Linked DNA regions of Sus scrofa: region 2 is linked to region 1. The links are chromatin contacts, called in public HiChIP or PLAC-seq maps. All regions are on one chromosome and are shown on one strand. The core of a region is the stretch at or near the end of the contact, and the rest is flanking DNA. Distances in the headings are between cores, read along the strand shown. Region 1 has its middle 330 kb from the start of KITLG. Region 2 has its middle 170 kb from the start of KITLG.

What was found. HiChIP or PLAC-seq counts read pairs in DNA pulled down with a chosen protein or histone mark.
Region 2: an H3K27ac HiChIP or PLAC-seq map of skeletal muscle shows a contact between it and region 1, with 12 times the contacts expected there. The contact joins two enhancer-like sites. A contact is called at or near these places in 1 of 47 Hi-C or Micro-C datasets (heart right ventricle) and 1 of 2 datasets of contacts at active chromatin or transcription factors (skeletal muscle).

Annotation. Positions count from the first base shown.
Region 1 is chr5:93,687,674-93,691,333 of Sscrofa11.1, forward strand. No RefSeq gene overlaps it. Among named protein-coding and RNA genes, the nearest start is that of KITLG, 330 kb to the right of the region's middle. Within about 2 kb of position 1,953, at least 18 of the 83 cell types and tissues checked have an H3K27ac peak or open chromatin away from gene starts, as enhancers often do. A contact at or near this core is called in skeletal muscle, where this site is marked.
Region 2 is chr5:94,181,437-94,185,096 of Sscrofa11.1, forward strand. No RefSeq gene overlaps it. Among named protein-coding and RNA genes, the nearest start is that of KITLG, 170 kb to the left of the region's middle. Within about 2 kb of position 2,020, at least 2 of the 83 cell types and tissues checked have an H3K27ac peak or open chromatin away from gene starts, as enhancers often do. A contact at or near this core is called in skeletal muscle, where this site is marked.

The DNA.
Region 1 (3,660 bases), core at 703-3,202:
CAATCTGTTAACAGGCTTGAGTAAAATCAGTTTTGTCCTCACCAAACCACTCCTGGGTGCCAAGTTGCCCATTGAGACATAGGAGTTAAGACATATATCTGGAAGGGGCTCTGGAAGTTTTTCAGTGGAAATTAATTTAGTTTTTCTGTTTTGGAAGCAAAAGTGGATGTGGCTTGTAAAAAAAGTGTCTGGCTTCTCAAACGGACCTCAGTATTGGTGTCCTTACTCCACGTCTCAGGGGCTATGAGGAAATTAGAGGTCAGAAGTTATCACATCTGCTGGTGAAAGCAGGTGACCAGGCTTTGTGCACTGGGGTCATTTCTGCCTCTCCCACTGGCTGGCTGGGCACGTCACCTCACCTCGGGAAACCTGTCTTTTTCCAGCTTCAAAATGAGGATAATAGGACTCTTCTACCCACAGAGGGATGTGGGGCGGTTGAGTTAATTGATGTTTGCATTATTGTGGGAGATAAAAGGCACTATGGAAATATAAAGTATATTACAGAAGAACAAAGTAAGGCATTCAAAGTGACTGAGGATGCAATGGAGCTAATTGATATATTGGGCAACCGAACCTGAAGATACTAACGTTGGAGTAACACTAAATCATAATCCTGATACCAGGGTTTTGAAGAACTCATTCAAAAGAATATCATTTGCTCTGCAAAAATTTCTGAGTATTGCAACACTCTTCTTCTTTTCCAAATAAATTCTGACCTTAAAAATGGGAGGTGTCTGGAGCTCCCTGGTGGCCTAGCAGTTAAGGATTCTGTGCTGTCACTGTCGTGGCAGGGGTTCGATCCCTGGCCTGGGAACTTCTGCACATTGTGGGCTCAGCCGAAAGAGAAAATGGGAGATGTCTCTCTCAGGTAAGGTTAAGTCTTTCCCACTCTTCAGTGAATTAATGTAGTCGTTATAGCACCAACCCTTAGTGTTGTCTTTCAAATGATACTTACTTTATTTTTTACGGCATTTGTTCTCTGTTAAAGGCCAGAGATTGTCTATCTGGGAAAATTAGCTATATGAAAAAATTTAAATCATTTTTAAAAGTCAATCTTTTTCATTTCCCAATTCAATTCAGAAACCAGCTGGACTTTTTTTTCCTGCTTACAGCAATCAAAGCCGACTTGATCAAAGTGTCTTACCTTCCCTTTCTCTTACTACTTCTCTTTTGTTCTTATTCCTGAGCCATCTGGTTTGACAACCATAGGAGCTGAAACACTTGCCTTTGCAGTCTTCAGAAATGCCCCCTAGAGGCAAATAAGCATTTGGCAGAACCAGTAAATAAAAAGTATAGGAGGATATTTTCTGCTTGTTCTTTTGCAGGTAGTGTCTGGAAGAGTCAGCACACAGGATAAGAACAGTTGCTGTCCACTTGGAAGATTTATAGAAACGTTTCAGGGGGACAATCAATTGCAAGGCCCAAAGGAATCTGATCTCATTTCCATTCTATAGTAAATAATGAAAGAGCCCCTTGGTATTCACTATTTGTCAGTGACCTTAGTTTTAAAGTCTGCAGAAAACACATTTTACACTAAAATACACGTGTCAGTACTGACTTCACCCACTCTATCCATCTTTCCCATCACTTTTACCAGTGTCTTTACTGACTAAAGATACACTAAACGATAGGACTTTTGAGGGGCTGCGGGCTGAGGTCTGACAGTGTGGGTGTCTTACTCTATAATCATAAAGTAGCACCTGATGACATTTTATAGATTACACATGGCATTTTGTATATCATATATGGATCACATTTTATTAATCTTTTCCATGAATGTCTTCGTATTAGAGAGACCAGAATAAAATCAGAGATTAAGCAAACAGGAGATATCTGAGCTTCTGCTTCCTAAGGTTTTGCACAGAAAAACTGGGAGGTATTCAGAAACCGAAAGCCAGCTGGCCTCTCATCCAAAATTACTCTGGGTGAATGTTAGGAGAAGATGCTGGAGGAACACAGAGGAAAGCACACTATCAGAAAGGAGGGGGTTTTGCTGTTTGTCGTTTCCTTCACATAGTGTATAATAGATCAAATTTGTTTTTGAAATCTGCTCCAGTACAAGTGCCAGCCAGATTCATGTGTGAGATCTTAAGTTTGACAGAAGGAGTCATTTCCAATTTTTTTAAACAATAAGCTATAAATAACACAAACAATGACAGGATTGTGTTGGTTTCCTCCTGATGTACCCTGGCTGAGAGCCTCGGCCCAATGCTGAGGTGGAAAGCAGGAATCCTGCCTGTCTGAGCTACAGGGTGATCCATGGCTTTTCCAAGATTAGTCCAGGAGGCAGCTTTCAGGAAGCAGACCTCCTTGCCAGACACTTGCTGTGGGGCTTCTTGAATTATTTATTGCCTAAGAGGGATCCTGGCTTTGAGCACTGGGAGTACGGTTCCCTAGGCCACGAGGGCTGAAAACAGATGCCTATCTCTCACCCTTCTCACTATTTCTGTACAACCAAATTATCCATGCTCCCCGCCCGCCCCCTAGGCATGCATTCCCCCCACCCCCACCCCGCGCTGGTGGCAAGGGACAGTAACAATTTCTGCTCATTAGAAGTGGCTCTCAGGATGGTTCACTTCCCTAGGGGAGAGCTTGTGTAATGGGTGACGCAGAATCACATTCATAAATTCACCGTGATTCATCTCAGGGCTATTACAAATGGCAGGCCCTCAGAAAGGAGCACTGTGTTTAAGTACAGCCACACAACTGGAAGACTGCTTCTGGGCACACTGCGTGGCGCGTGGTTTTTCCATGTTCCTAAAGTGTGTGCCTTAATGATTCCATAATTAGAAGCTTTCATCTGAACTGGTTAGCCCGTCAATAACTGGTGCATGTTTCACTTGGCCAACTTAAGGCAACTGCTGTTTTACCCTGATTCCTCTGGTGAAGACTGCCTCTTACTTCTCAGCCTAGACACATTCATCTGGCCATGTCAACAACGGCAGGCTTGCCTGTCCTCAGCATAGAGGGAGATCTTAATGATCTCAAGGGAATACAGAAGAAAAAATAATTATATCATGTGACCAGAAGGAATTATGGCTGCTACGGATTGCCTTGCGCAGAGAAGGTGCTCGGTAAATATTTGAAAAACATATGCTTTTATTACCTTTAAAAAGCAATCAGTTTGGAAAGTGTGGGAAGGAGTGAAAAAAATCTGGGAAAATTAGTATTTATTCCCTAAGTGTGGAAACAAAGACTTCGATTCCTTTGGTGTCAATACAACAACTCAGGCCAAGGTAAATATCTTTGTCCAACCTCAACCTCTACGTTCAGTTCAATTTGGTTCAGAAGCACTTATTGAGCATCTATTACATGTCATTCCAAGAAATGTGCTGCATGCTGGGAATAGTAAGATGATCCCTTGAGAACCCCCTAGTCATAAAGAGAGCCAGTTATGAAATATACCATTTGAATATCCACTGTGCTTCTAGAGTTGCTGAGGCTATCGTTTGCTCTTGAATGTGAAGAGGAGATTGCTAGGCAAAAATAGCATTTGCCATGTGTGCAGTTTGGCCTACTTTTCAGGCATCATTAAATCTCAGATATTATTGAAGTGCTCTCAAGATTGATAGTTGATTTTTCACTTCTCAGTGTTCTGTTCTGGCAGCTTCCTTGAGGTTGCAGATCTTCTAAATAAGGTGGATCTCAAGTCATGTTCGC
Region 2 (3,660 bases), core at 770-3,269, 490 kb after region 1:
CTACAAACAGTGAACACCATTTGTTTATGTTTCCACTCTAGCTGCTTTCAGTGTGAATACGAGTTTAAAAGAGTAACATAGCTGGCCTAGCATTTTTCACATTGTTAGAAAGCTCTACTTCCTAATGAAGAATACAGCATAGTAATAAATTTTGCTATTTGCCTCTCGGTTTTGTTTTTCAGGCTCCCAGACACGCTGCCACCCTCTACGGCTGTTAGTGCAGGAGGCAGCTGCCTATGGGGCATTATTCTGGCTCGCTAAGAATAAGGGATTCTGGCTGAAGTTTCCATACCAAAGAATTTCCTACTCTGTGTGAAGGCCTCGCAAATGCATTACTTCCTACATGTGCATGATGTAAAAATTTAACTTTGAAATGCCATTAACACATTAGTTTATATTTACCAAGAAAGCATAAGAGAGAAGGTTTAGGAAGAAAAATTCCCAGAGGAGAAATTCTATGCCGTAAGATATGTCTGGAGCAAGAAAAAGAGGCCCAGGATTCAGGCGAATAAGGACAGTGGCCCCTTAGCTGGGAGAGCAACGAGACCGTGAAACTGGTAAGAGATGGTTGCATTTTTCAAAATTATATCCAGAAAAGGGCCCACTAGTAGACACACAAACAAACAGGTTCTAACTGCTCGGGGCCTCATATAATTTGTCAAATGAAACCCCTTTTAAAAGTCAAGCAGTATTTAAGAAGAAGAATACAGCATGCTCTGCCTTTTGTTCTTCATCTCTCTTCCATTTTAGAGGGATTCTGTGAGTTTTCTAAATGGAAGGACTTGAACGCATTTGCTAGAGTCGGCTTTTTAAATCTTTGTCAAGTATTTTTTGGAACTCCATGACTTTTAAGAATTTCCACCAAGCACTCCATCTTCCCCAGAGCACTCTCTTCTGGTCCTCATCCTCTAGTTTCTCACAAGTGACTTGCCATTTCAAAAAAAAAAAAAAAAAAAAAAAATTCAAAGCTCAGTTTCTATTTGTTACTCAATATTTAATTATAATTGAGGATATATATGCCCAGCCCTTTGACTCTACTTCGAAACATCTCAATGTTCTCATTTTTTAAAATGTCATGCAACAAATAAACATGCCTTTTGTGCTCAACTCTTCGCTTCTTAAAATACTTGCTGTGATCCAGAACAAAGACACACCTGTCTATACCCTCCCTGCCAGTTTCAAATACTCAGCTGGCAAATATTTGCAGTTCCGCAGAAGCAGGGGCATGTGATACAATGGCAGAAAGTGAATGAGAATTAGTGGTGCACTGATCCTCCAGGCACAGGCTCACAGACTCAAACCCTGGCTTTTGTACTTCAGAGGTTTGGAGTCCGGGACAAGTCTTTCATCGTTCTGAGCCTCGGTTTTCTCATCTCTCAAATGGGGGACAATGCGTCCCTGGCAGGATGATTATAAACATCCCAAGAGGTCATGTTGCAAGGGTCTGGCAGAGTGTTGTTCAGTTAGGATGCCTGTGACTGCCAGAGACACACCCTCCACGCCAAAGGATTTGCTGGAAGAGATTAATTTTTCAAAAAGCACAGAAGTAGGGCTTCCCGGGGTGGGTGCACAGGCTCCAAGGTGTCAAAGATCTAGGGCAGTTTCTCTGTGGTTCTTGTGGCTGCAGGAGCTCCAGATAGCATGTCTTTCTATGACGATGTCCAAAGCAAAAAGGTGGCCATTTATCTTTGCATCTCTCTCATCCGTGAAAATTCTTCCTCAAGTGCCCAGTAACATCCCTTAGCCTGCACTGACTCACATGCCTGTGTCTGAGCGGCAAGAAAAGCTGGGAGAAGTGAGTATTCAGCCTTTTATTTCCCTGTACGAGAAGGACTCTGCAGCAAGAGAAGAACTGGGAAGGCCACGGCGGATGGGTGGAAAGGCAACGATGTCCGCCTTGAGTGCTTGGCTCTGTAAGCCCTTATCAATGTCAATTTCTCTCTCACTTTGTTTGAAAGCTCAGCACAGCAGGTGCTGGCAGATCCTTCCAGACCCTCCACCTGCTGTGAATGTCCCAGCCAGTGTGCTAGCTCACACCCCCTTTCACATCAAATTTCCTCCTGACTCACCACCTAGACTTCTACGTCAGAAATAAAACTAAGCTGCCCATTGGAAAAACAAAAATAGCAACAACAACAACAAAGAAGAAAGCAAACTTCCTTTTCTTGTCCAGCACATGCTGTGGTAAGACAAAGGAACAGACATGAAAGAAGAGCTGGGGTTCCGCCCTTTCTTGTCTTGAAATTCCAGTGAAAGCACATGGCTATCTGGATATTTTTCCCAGAGGGAGTTACCTTTTCTATGTGATGTGTTGTTCCTGCTTGTGCAGGCCATATCTCTTTGCTCGATCTAGTCCACATGGAAAATGATTTGTTGTTGTTGTTGTTAAAAAAATGGCTATTAAATATTTTCAATAAAGCCCTTTCCCAGTTGCCTCAGTGGCAGGGAAGGACAGTGGAGAACAGCGATCTGGAAGAAAGAACCGGGAACCAGGGAGGCTTGGGGGCTGATCCTGAAGTAGGCTAGAGCCAGTGGCTGTATTTAGAAAACAAAGTAGTTACTATTTTGCAAAGGGCATAGGAAGAAAGCAAGGCTCTCATTAAAATTAACTGATGAAGATGCAGGTCTTAGAAGCTATACTTAGAAAAAGTATAGAGACACATTTAGAATTAAAATCAGAAAATAAAATGGGGACACCCCAACACAGACAGCATGGGCGAATGTGTTATGGGACAGTGAAAAGGTAACACAGACCAGACTTGGGACAGAGATGCTTATCTTGATTGTAATACTTCAGGATTCTTACTGATTTTTGAGTGAGAAAAACTGGAGTTTACTCACAGGACCAACTGTAATGCCACTATAGTTAATTACATGTGAATCAACAGAGAAAAAAATGTAAATAATATAAATATAACTGTGTGTGTGTGTGTGTAAGGTATGTGTGTAACTATATCTGTGTGTATTTGTATGTGTATGTGTGTTATTTAAAATGAATCTTTTAGCCACTGCAATACCTGCATTGGATTGAAATTGCTTGACTCTAACAGTCAAGTTTCTGAAGAACAAAGTGGGAAAGACAAGAGTGATTTAGGATTGTTTTTGTTTTGTTTTGTTTTTGACCAGCCTAAGTTCTGTTTGGTGTACTCTTTATTATAATAACTGGGATTATTTATAGTGTTAAGAGAAGATACAGTATTGGTTTTTAGAATTGAGAGACTTGGATCTATTGGTGGGAAGGAAAAATTCCACCTTATTTGATGATTATTTTCAGGGCACTTTCTGCATTTAGTTGGTTCCTCCAAATGTATTACCAACAACTTGGGTTAGAAACTGTTTCTTATTTATTATCTTTTTTTAAAAATCTTTTTAGGGCTGCATCCGCAGCATATGCAGGTTCCCAGGCTAGGGGTAGAATTGGAGCTGTAACCACAGGCCTATGCCACAGCCACAGACATGCTAAATCCAAGCCATGTCTGTGACCTACACCACAGCTTATGGCAACACCAGATCCTTAACCCACTGAGCAAGGCCAGGGATAGGACCTGTGTCCTCATGGATGCTAGTCAGATTTGCTTCCACTGAGCCACAACAGGAACTCCCTTATTTATTATTTTAATTCTGTATAGTATATCTCTTATAATGGGTTGCACACAAGAT